4 separate regions of the Mus musculus genome follow, and regions 1, 2 and 3 are each linked to region 4. Evidence: chromatin contacts called from public HiChIP or PLAC-seq and promoter capture Hi-C data. All regions are on one chromosome and are shown on one strand. The core of a region is the stretch at or near the end of the contact, and the rest is flanking DNA. Distances in the headings are between cores, read along the strand shown.

Evidence for each region. Promoter capture Hi-C pulls out the DNA fragments that hold promoters and counts their contacts. HiChIP or PLAC-seq counts read pairs in DNA pulled down with a chosen protein or histone mark.
Region 1: a contact with region 4 is called in a promoter capture Hi-C map of liver, with 2.7 times the contacts expected there. The contact joins the promoter of Fam183b here to the promoter of Fam83g in region 4.
Region 2: a contact with region 4 is called in an H3K27ac HiChIP or PLAC-seq map of embryonic stem cells, with 16 times the contacts expected there. The contact joins the promoter of 4933439C10Rik here to the promoter of Fam83g in region 4. A contact is called at or near these places in 1 of 39 promoter capture datasets (liver) and 1 of 115 datasets of contacts at active chromatin or transcription factors (embryonic stem cells).
Region 3: a promoter capture Hi-C map of liver shows a contact between it and region 4, with 2.4 times the contacts expected there. The contact joins the promoter of H2bu2 here to the promoter of Fam83g in region 4.

What each region holds. Positions count from the first base shown.
Region 1 is chr11:58,800,454-58,803,230 of GRCm38.p6, reverse strand. Fam183b (family with sequence similarity 183, member B) reads left to right here and starts at 1,271. Exons shown (of 4, transcript NM_029283.3): 1 at 1,271-1,470. The coding sequence starts at 1,338.
Region 2 is chr11:59,504,391-59,507,090 of GRCm38.p6, reverse strand. 4933439C10Rik (RIKEN cDNA 4933439C10 gene) reads right to left here and starts at 1,438. Exons shown (of 5, transcript NR_015585.3): 1 at 205-1,438. Zkscan17 (zinc finger with KRAB and SCAN domains 17) reads left to right here and starts at 451. Exons shown (of 10, transcript NM_172941.4): 1 at 451-927; 2 at 1,129-1,263.
Region 3 is chr11:58,947,490-58,950,189 of GRCm38.p6, reverse strand. It overlaps H2bu2 (H2B.U histone 2), which reads right to left and starts at 1,279. Exons shown (of 1, transcript NM_030082.4): 1 at 818-1,279. The coding sequence starts at 1,250. The coding sequence ends at 870. Gm51864 (a long non-coding RNA gene) reads left to right here. Exons shown (of 2, transcript XR_003949558.1): 1 at 1-146.
Region 4 is chr11:61,683,050-61,685,749 of GRCm38.p6, reverse strand. It overlaps Fam83g (family with sequence similarity 83, member G), which reads right to left and starts at 1,340. Exons shown (of 5, transcript NM_178618.3): 1 at 695-1,340. The coding sequence starts at 1,216. All of the region lies in intron 9 of Slc5a10 (solute carrier family 5 (sodium/glucose cotransporter), member 10), which reads left to right.

The sequences.
Region 1 (2,777 bases), core at 22-2,521, 2.9 Mb after region 4:
AAGGACTCTACAGCCTGCTAAGGCTTTTGAAAAGCGATTGCATGTGAGCTCACATAAATGTGGGGTATCCAAGAGGCAAAGAGCCCAGCAGGCTGAGGAGAAAAGCCGAGAGAAAAAAACTATGATGTCTTCTATAGATGTGGGGGATTGGGCAGCAATGGCCGCACACCTAACGAGTGCAATACTGTCTATCACACATCGAACATTCTGGGTCATAAATGAGTGAATGGATAAAAGATCACACGTTTTAGCATCTGTGTTTATCTGCTCATCAAAGCCAGGGTGGATCCTTTCCCTACTGTAGGTTACTTATGGCTATTTAAAAATAAATCATGTTATAGAAGATGCTTAGGGGTTGAACATAGGAATAAAAAGAAAGGTGGTGGTTGTCAGTTGAGTGGGGTGTCAGAGGACAGTTGCCTAAGGGTGAGTTTTAGAGCTGGGTTTCACACTATGCCCCTACTTCATGCAGCTGGACCGGATGCTTGAGAATATCGAAGACAGGAGATCTTAGAAGATGTGCATTTTACCACAACCAATCATTGAAAGTAGTTGGGTCTGGTGGGGCAGGCCTATTATCCCAGCAACTCAGCAGGCGGAGGCAGGAGGATTGCAAGTCCAACCTCTGCCTGGGCAACTTAGTGTGGTCCTGTCTTAAAATAAGAAGGGAAGGGCTGGAGATAGCGCTCAGGGCTGAAGCAGCTTCGCAGCATGCAGAAGCGCTGAGTTCAACCCCTAGTGTTGTAAAAATAATGAAATAAATCATTAAGATGTCAAATTACTTAGGTTAGGAAGGGTAGTGGTCCTGTTTGTTTCCGTGTACCAGTCAGATTATTTTACTTTCTGTTTCCCCACCCACCAGTGTGCATGTGTGTGTTAGAGGTGGTTTTTGTTTATTTTAATTCTGAGCACCTACTTTCAAACCTATTGGCTCTGGCCCCTCCCCAAATCATCTCTAGGAAGCGACCAGTCATGCTGAGGTGCACGTTTCAGCCTCTTCTTCCTGGGTGGTCCAAAGAAAGGCAGCTCTTTCCTAGCAGCGCACAGGACACAGGGGTGACTCTAGATCCAGAGGCTGAATCTGGGTCTGAGGACATTGGAGGAGGCCTAATAGATACCAGCAGCCTGAGAGCTGGGAGGGGTGGAGTGGACAGAAGCCAGGGAAAGGCTTTCTGGGCAGGTGGTGCTCCGAGCCTGGGCGCTGTTGCCTAGAGACAGAAAGGACGCTGTGGCCTGAACACAAGAGGAACATCCGTTGCCTGGAAACTGTAGAAGACGACCTTTCTCCTGGTAAGGGCAGGGCAGATAGCTTGACTTCTCAGAGCAAAAACATGGCCATGGCAGGACGTGTGGGGCAGATGAAGAATCAGGATGAAGTTCACCAGAATCAGATCTTGCGGGAACTCTTTCTCAAAGAGCTACGGGCACAGAAGCTGTACACGCAGTATCACGTGAATCCCCTGCGCAAGGGTGAGCTGGCCCAAGAGGGTTGGGAGGGGTGGGAGAGCACGTGTCCTCTGCCTCAGGTTATCTCTTTAGAGTTCAGACAGCTAAGCTTTGAGGGAATCGCTCCCCTTGTCACCCCAGGCACAAGAGATACATTAAAATGCATCCAGAATTAAACATTTTAGATGTAGAATAAAGAGAGATGATTAATGGGGTAGTTTTGCTTTTCAAACAATTGCCCAGGGTTTTTAATGTCTGCTTTTTGTTAGTAGTTTGGTCTCTTCCTAATATACCCAAAGGGGTTTGTCTTTGTATGGTTTGTTATTATTGCTTTGATTTTTTTGCTACAGCCCTCCTTAAGACTTAGAAGTGGTGGGCTACCAGGTGCAGAGCTTGACCATCCTCCTCACCCTGACCCCAGCAAAGTCACCCCTCCCCCTGGCCTCCCATGGCTTCCCTCCTCTGGGACTTCACAGAGCTCTGTGAAAATGCTTCTGGGCCTGAAACAGACTTATGTGTCCCACCACCTCCCAGCTGCCTTCTCTGGAGCAGCTGGGTGAATCTCTCCCATCCTCTGCTGCAATGCTGGCCTGGTTTAATCATCCTGTGTAAGCAGTTATTCGGATACCACTTCACCTCATTGCACATGCTGGTCACCGCCATCCCACACTTCTCCCAATTAACATCTGCACAGCCCAGTAAAAGGTCAGAATGCACACACAGACCTTCTATCCATTTAGGCCATTCACCTTCTTTCCTTTTCTTTTTTTCTTTTCTTTTCTTTTCTTTTCTTTTCTTTTCTTTTCTTTTCTTTTCTTTTCTTTTCTTTTAGATATTTTCTTTATTTACATTTCAGATGCTATCCCCTTTCCTAATTTCCCCTCCATAAATCCCCTATCCTTCCCCCTTTCCCCCTGCTCCCCACCCACCCACGTCTGCTTCCTGGCCCTGGCAGTCCCTTATACTGGGGCATAGAACCTTTACAGGACCAAGGGCCTCTCATCCCATTAATGACCGACTAGGCCATCCTCTGCTGCATATGCAGCTAGAACCACGAGTCCCTCCATGTGTTTTCTTTGATCAGAATACCCAAGATACAATTTGCAAAACACATGAAACTCAAGAAGAAGGAAGACCAAAGTGTGGATACTTCCATCCTTCTTAGAAGGGGGGAACAAAATACCCATGGAAGGAGTTACAGAGACAAAGTTCGGAGCAGAGACTGAAGGCATGGCCATCCAGAGACTGCCCCACCTGGGGATCCATCCCACAAACAACTACCAAACCCAGACACTATTGCAGATGCCAAGAAGAGCTTGCTGACAGGAACC
Region 2 (2,700 bases), core at 189-2,688, 2.2 Mb after region 4:
TCCAGCCCGAGGGAACTGAGGGAGGATTTGGACTCTACTCAACACAGGGTAGATGAGGCAGGAATAGGTTCCAATGCCCTAGTTCTTGGTCACCTCTCACTCTCCGTGACTTAAGTCACTCTGTCCTGTGTTTATGCATTAAGCCAGCGACAAGCTCCCCAACTCATACTCTCAGGATTGGCAACCTTCTCTCTCCGTACTCACCAGGACTATCCTGGTGCTCAGAGGGACCCAGAGTGCTACAGTCTTCCTTAAACAGAGAAATCGTAGATCATCTCCATGCCACGAAGCCGCGGGCCGCTGCTTCGGCGAGCACCGTGGATCGCTGGGTCTGCATTTCTCCAGTCCTACCGATTTGGGTGGCTCTGGCAGCGTTGGCTTTGAAATGGAATTGCGGCTGGAAGGGATTGGGGCACAACAGCACACACGGGATGCAAATGGTCACTGGGAGATCCCCTTACACCTCATCCCTCCTCCTCCCAATTCTGGCATTTCGCCAGCGCCGCCAGACCAGCCCTTCCCTGCGCCCACACAAGAGGAGCAGAGAAGAGCAAAGCCCCAAGCCGGCCTCCCTGGCTGGTGGCCGCGCGAACTGGCCCCCAGCGCCCGGGTCCCGCCGGGGCGCGCGCGCGCATCCCGAGCCCGCTAGGAAGGCCCACAAAGCTAAAGCCCGGGCCCCGGGCCCAGGCCGGGAGAGCACGGAGCGGGGCGGGGCGGGGCGGTCCAGGCGGGCCGGGGGTGTCGGATGTCACCCCCCCGCGTACACCTCGGCCAGGAGGCGGGGAAGCGAACCACTGAGATGAGGAGACCTCCTCGGTCCTAGAGCGGTGCAGGAAGTGTCCCAGGGGAGGGAGCCGGAGGGCTCCGGCCTTTCCTTTCCGCGGCGGCCCGGCCTACGCGGCCCGCCAACCGGGACGCTGCGCAGCGGTGAGTATACTGTGGCCCGGCTTCCCATGCCCCGCTGTCTGAACCCGGAACCCGCTCCCCACTTCCCGCGCTCTGATCCCCAGCCCGCGCCTGGGTCCTGCTCCCTGTTCTCCTCTTCCCGCGTCCGGGCCCAGATCCCTGCTCCCAGAGCCGCGTCCTCATAGGTGCCCTCGGGGATGAAGCAATACAATTCTCTTCCAGGCGTCTCCCTTCGCTCCCAAGCCCAGCTGATGCATTCTAGAGGATCCCGAGACAGGGTTGGCCTGGCCAGGGACCGAGTCTGGCCCATGCATTGGAGCCGCCTCTGCCAAAACACCAGAGAGACCGAGCTGGAAGGTGAGGATCTGCTCGCCTGCTGTCCCGGGCTTCGAAGGAAAGAGCCAGCAAATCTGAAAGAGTGGAAGCGACAGAAACCCCATAGTTCTCCTGGCCTAAAACACCCTCCTCTTCCTCCTCCTCCTGCTCTTCATTCCTTCCCTGGGATCCTGCGCCTTCAATAACTGCTTTGGGCAAGCCCCGCCCCTGCGGGAGCCCTCCCCTCCCTAACGGTAGTTCATTCATAAAGCTTCCGCTCCCGAGGCTCCTGCGCGCCAGGTGCCAGAGTGACAAAGAGGCACACGCTTGTCTGGCCTAGGGCTCTTTGAGAGCAGTCCCCCAGCAGAACCGGGTGCTGAGGGTGGGACCCTGGACACACTATCCTAAGTGTAGACCTGAGCCATTCAGGGCCCAGCAGGTGGGAGACAGTGGGCGGAGGAAGCAGGAGAGAGCGGGCGGGGCCCGGATTGGGTTCTTAATACGGGAGTAAGACGTGAGAGTAGTCGAGGTTCACAGCCTGTTGCTTTCAGAAGCTCGCGTCGGGTGTCTGCCTTTACTTCGGCAATCAGAGGAATACAGAAAAGTTGAGGTTCCAGGTTGTTATTCGGTTGCTTGGTGGCTTTCTGGTATCGCTTGTCTTCCAGCAAAGTGGTGCTGCCCCGCTGGGAGTCTCTTCCAGGTGAGGGTGTAAAGGGCCAGGCAGTGAGCGGCCCTGCCTGGGCTTTTCCGGAATCCCGAGAGCCCAACTCGGTGACTCCGTTTACCTTTTCTCCGAGTGTTCCAAAGTGTGGGTCAAGTGGAGAGACCGTGATATACTGTGCCCCTGGTGTGTTTGCTGGATTGTGTATGTGATAGTCGGGCTGAAAGCCTGGCGGTGACTGCCTCCTCTCTCATGACCAGGAAGGGCCACAATGTCACTATGTGTACCACTGCCTTAAGGAGAATCTGGAGAAAACAAGGGATAGGCTCAGACGGAACACTAGTAGCTTTTTTTTTTTTAGCCACATTTTTAGGTACTAAAATATAATTACATAACTACCCCCTTCCCTTCCCTCCAGCCCCTTTTACTCACACACACACACACACACACACTTATGCACGCACCTGCACACTTAACTATATAACAAGAACTTAAAAATTTTTTTTGAGATTTAAATTTTTAATAACATGTATACCTGTGTAGATATCTTTGTGTGAGTCTATGCCCTTGGGTGCGGTGCCCATGGAGGCTCGAAGAGGGTGTGGGAAACACTTACAGGACTTTGTGGACAGAGGGAAAAGTAGTGTGTACTCTCAACCAACCACTCAGCTGCTTCTGCAGCCCCTGTGTTGGACCAGGTGCGTGTAAGGCTTGTCATAAAGCACTGTATGGGGAAGAGGCACAGTCTTAGCTGCAACTCTGACACTGAGCTGTACCCCCAGGCCTAGCATTGGTGGTTTTAAATACAAGTCTTACTT
Region 3 (2,700 bases), core at 30-2,529, 2.7 Mb after region 4:
ATCGGAACCCGGGGCAAATAGTTCATGGAAGATGGGCTTCTCCGACATGCAGTGAAGAACCACTGATCTTTGATTTTTAGAGGACGAATAGTTTGTACTATTCTTGCAAGCCTCATTCATTTAATGCAACCTACACTGAATACAACGTACGTAGCCTTTTGTTATTTTAAGGGGTCTAATTAATTTTAAAGGATGTTTCACCATTTACTAGAGCTCTGTTAATATATTCACACATTTATATGACAGATACTCTCATACATACGCATACATTGAGATGAAACAAAAAGACCTTTCATTGTTTAAATACTTCTACGGATAAAATACCAGAATCTTCACCGGCGGGATTGTTGCTTAATTAGATCAGGTTGGAGAACAGGAGCTGTGCAGCCCACTGTTAGGCATTTTGAGCAGAATACAGTAGAAAACCTGCTTAAACTGTTTCTGGCCAGAAGATTTTAATTCTGGCAAGGGGATAGAGCAAGATGGCTCCAACAGCATCAGCGCTGAGCGCAGCACTCTGAGCCTCACACAGCACTCTGCAGGGGGAGGGGAATGGAGAGAAATCTTGTTGCTGACACAGCCTCCCTCCCACCCTCCCTCCCACCGCGCAATCCATACCAAATTTCCCCAGGAGCCATCTATTAAACTACGCTCTCTGTGGCCAAAATTGAACCAAATTTATTAATACCATTATGAACAAGAGGTATTATCTCAGGATCCCAAGGTCCAGTACAACACCCCCCTCCCCCCCGGCCCATCCCAATGTTCATCAAGTGAATGACAATCTTATTCAGGTAGCACGCTCCTTTTTTGAGCTTGGAAGGTGGCTCTGAAAAGAGCCTTTGGGTTGGGGGCGCTCTCGCCGCGCCTCACTTGGAGCTGGTGTATTTGGTGACTGCCTTGGTGCCCTCGGACACGGCATGCTTGGCCAGCTCCCCGGGCAGCAGCAGGCGCACGGCCGTCTGCACCTCGCGGGACGTGATGGTCGAGCGCTTGTTGTAATGCGCCAGGCGGGAGGCCTCGCTGGCGATGCGCTCGAAGATGTCATTGACGAACGAGTTCATGATGCCCATGGCCTTGGACGAGATGCCGGTGTCCGGATGCACCTGCTTCAGCACCTTGTACACGTAGATGGAGTAGCTCTCCTTGCGGCCCCGTTTGCGTTTCTTGCCATCCTTTTTCTGAGCCTTGGTGATGGCTTTCTTGGAGCCTTTCTTCGGGGCGGGAGTGGAGCGGGAAGGCTCCGGCATCCTGCTGCACTGGCTGCACCCAGACGAACAAGCAAACGGTGAAGGCAGGGTTATTTGTCATCTTTATATTTAAATGAAGGCTCCAAAGTACTCTTATCTGATTGGACAAATATAAAATGTTGTAACTAGGTTACCCCGCTTCTTCTTTCCTATTGGACAGTATCCCAACCAATCCGAAAGTGTATTGGCAGAGCAAGCTCAGGTGTCTTATCTTTGTCTGAACCCTTTGTTTCAACGGGTACGATTTAGCGTCTTCCCCGGCTGTGCATCGGGCTGTGAAGGAACGTTGCGGCTGGGTCTGATCCTTGTTGAGCTAAATCGCCAGCCATTTCTTTCTCACCCTCAGCTAATGAGGGAGAAGCTTGTTGCCTGCTTAGAGGAGGAAATGACAGCTTCTGACTTCCATTTGTTTCTAGTCAGTCTCCATCATTTCTATGAGGATTCATGACCAAATTCCAACAGTTAATTGGGAAATCTGAAAGCAAACTAAGGTTGTTTTACTGGAAGTGTGTGACTGGGTAGACTTTCATTTGGAGAAAGGTATGATACTTGGGACGCCCATCACGTCTGGAGCTGAAGCAAGGGTACCATAATTACAGGACGCTGCAGGTTAGGGAGGTTACGAAGCGCTCTATTTCTCGCGCGCGCGCGCTCACGCACACCATCCCTCCGCCCTGCCCTGCCCCCGCACGGTACTGAGAGAAAATAAAAAATGCTATATATTCTCATGGCTCACATTTCAGCATCTCTTGGAGAGCTGGCTTTATAAAAGCAAACTGTTAATGTCCTACCTTAATATACGCTGAGTGAGGATCTGAATATTACTGATTGACAAATCCTGGTCTGAAGGTCAGTTAGCTGCTATATCTGGGATAGGCAATCTACGTCCTTTGCATCTCCATTTCTTCATGTGATGATGTAATGCCTTTTAGATACTGTGAGTTCATGTAAGTAAAGAGGCTGGCAAGGTGCCCTGTGCATACTTGTGCGTAATTTCTATGAGCTCTATTCACGTCGACATGCATTTTTTTTATCTCTCACCGAAATACAGAGAGAATTATAATCTCTCACATAGAGATGTGGCTGTCGCTCAGGTGTCTGCGGGGTGAAAGATAATTTGGCACTTGGCAGATGCACAACCAATGCCTGGTGAAAGAACAAACCTGGAAGCCTATTCAGCTGGCTGCTGGTGCCTGGGATGTCTCAATGCTCAGAATCATGAATTCATTTGTCAACAACATACTCCTGGTTATCAGCAAGAGAAAATGCTTTCAAAGCAGCACTGTAAAAACAAAACAAAACAAAACAAAACAAAACAAAACAAAACAAAACAAAACAAAACAAAACAAAACAAAACAAGATGTAGAGCCTGGCAATGGTGGCCCACACCTTTAATCCCAACACGGGGGTGGAGGCCTGGGGGGTGCAGATGCAGGCAGGTCTCAGAGTT
Region 4 (2,700 bases), core at 91-2,590:
CCTCTGCTCATTCATGGCCACCCAGCTATGGTTTGACTGTCTGTACAAGCATTGTACACAGCTTCTCAAGATGTGTGTGTGTCAGTATGGAGCAGTCACCCAAAGCCGGGCACTGTGCAGCCCAGTCAACGGCTGTCAGCTAAGGGAATCCACACAAGGCCTGAAGAGCCTCTTGATGGCAAACCACAACCTAAGTAAATACCCTCACCTCTTCCACTGGTGAAAACCTTCAATAGGTACCACCTGCTCTGGCCTGGACAGCTGCTGCTACTGTAGCACTCAGAGAAAAGCTTGGAGAACCACCACCAGCCACACAGCACAGCTAGGAAGCAGGCAGATTTCCTCAGGGCTCCAGACCAGCCTCCACGTCTCTCCCGAGACCCCTGCCAGCAAGCTCATGTATGTGTGCAAGCTTCTATCTGCTCCTGGGTCTGAGACGAGATAAGGGAGAGTGGGTGAGAGAAAGGCCGCATTCCTCCCACACAGCTCATGGTTTGCATTTGGGGAACTCAGAAACACTCCAGGAGGGCACAGAAGCCCACTCAGCCTGGAAGCCCAGTGCCACCTGCTAGAGGGAGTGGACATTCAGCTTCTGATCACCGGAGGAGGCAACCGAGAGGCCAGTCAGAGGTCCAGGGGCTGTCTCGGTGCCCATGCGTGCTGGGTGAATGGGGGTCTCGCCGTGGCGCCTCACCTTCTGCGCCTGGCTGACCATCTTGCGCACCACTTCCTTGATGTGCGGCTGCCCGTCGATGGGTGGCTGCATGTAGACGCTGGCCCGGGTCACACCTCGGTAGGCAATGGTGTCAGGCCAGCCCAGGTCCAGCTGCGGGATGGAGCGGTCCGACTTCTGGGGCCAATACTCCAGCGAGGGCAGCGTCTCCGTGGCTGGGGGCCCGCCCGCCGCACTGGTCTCCTCGCTGGCATCCGCGCCTCCGTTGTCCTGGGGTTCGGGGCGGCGGCCCGAGACCCGCGGGTCCTCAGAGCCCGGGTCGTACACCTCGATGGCCTCCACGATACGCGAAAGCTCCAGCTCCGAAAGAAAGTCGCGGATGTTCTCGCGCTTCAGCACCTCGTAGAAGGCGTCGCGACCCCGGGCCACCAGGGCCTCCAGGGCCAGCCTCTGCTCCTCGCTGTAGAAGAACTCGGGCTTCGACTCGCTGGATCGCCAGTTCACGTGGTTGTCGTCCAGACACTGCACCTGGGAGAAGGCCATGGTGGCCCTCGCTGTGGGAACGCGGCCCGACGGGCACCGCGCTCTCAGGCTCCGGGGCCTCGGCGCCTCTGAGAACCGCACCTGAGGGAATCAGCAAAAGACCGCGGTCGGGGTCAGAGGGCGGGCGGGGGCGTGGCGAAGGAAGGGGCGTGGCGGGTAGTGTGTGGGCGGAGCGAGGCGTGGCGAGGTTAGCCAGAGCCGTCCAGGGCCGCGGTTGTCCTCTGCCTCTGTCTTGGGATCCGCCTGAGGTTCTCGGAATCCTGGGAATAAGCTGGGGCTGACGGGGACCCTCGCCCCAGTCCGGAGTAAGAGCCGGGACGCCAGCCCAAGTGAGGCTCGCAAACCCGGAGGAGGGACTTGCTTACCAAGCAGGTGGCGCCGTGCAGACCGGACGACCCGAGGAACCACAGGCGTTGGTGGTGGCACCGGGCTGGACCGCCGGTGACTAAGGGCGGTCCCGCCCACCCTGCCACCCTCACCTGGGGTCACGTGCGGCCCCGGGGGCGGAGCCGGAAGCTGATTCATCTCCTCAGACGGCGCAAGGCTGGACAATTTGCTGCCTCTAAGCCTCGTGGAAGTCTTCCTCTGCCCCCCAGTCCCGCTGGCGATCCTGGTCCATCTCTGGCCCGGTTCTGTCTTGCGGGTGGGATGCTCAGCTGTCCAGTTGTAGACTGAAGGTTGGGTCGTGGGCCGAGGCCCAGCTCCAGCTCCAACTGCTTCCACACTCTTGCTCTCCATGTGCACAGACCAGATACAGATTAGTCCTGAGCCCAACTGCTTGCTGGGATCCCACCTAGCAGAACCTGGTGCACCTCACATGCCTGAACCCTGCGCCAGAAAAGGGTAGAGAGAACCAAGCTGTGCTCAAACGCAGCTCTTGGCTGTTCCCCAGTGATGGAGACCATTAGGTCCTTATCTGAGGGCAGGATGTCAGGTGCAGTTTGGCAAAGGGCTCCTTCCTGAAGCTTCTTGTTTCAGGACACCAGGCCAATACTGCCCTGTCTTTCTAGCCTACTTACCATCTCTGGGTCAGGATAGAGCTGGTTTGAGTCCCAGTGGACCCTGGCCTTAACCTAATGAGGACAAGCTAATGGCAACATTGTACCCTCCAGACATGTCCTCACTGTTCATTTTCCAGTAAGGCCTCCTTGCCCTGCATTCACTGCTTTCAAAGCTTCAAAGCCTAGTTAGCATCCTTGGAGTCCTCACCACTGATCCCCAGACTCAAACCCTTCACCTCTAGCCTCAAAGTCCTCATCAGGCCTTACACTGGGTGAACACTGTGGTTCATACCTGCTCTTGCTTGGCACTCTTGCCCACCTCGGGCACCTGAGTCACCTCCTTACCTCCCATTCCCAAGGAGCAGAGAGGGGCAGTGATGAGTGTGAGTCTTGTACCCTCAACAAAGATGTGCTGACCCTCAGTTTATTCTCTTGTTCTTACCACTGTGGAGTTCCCGGCTTCATTAAGGAACCTGGCCCTCT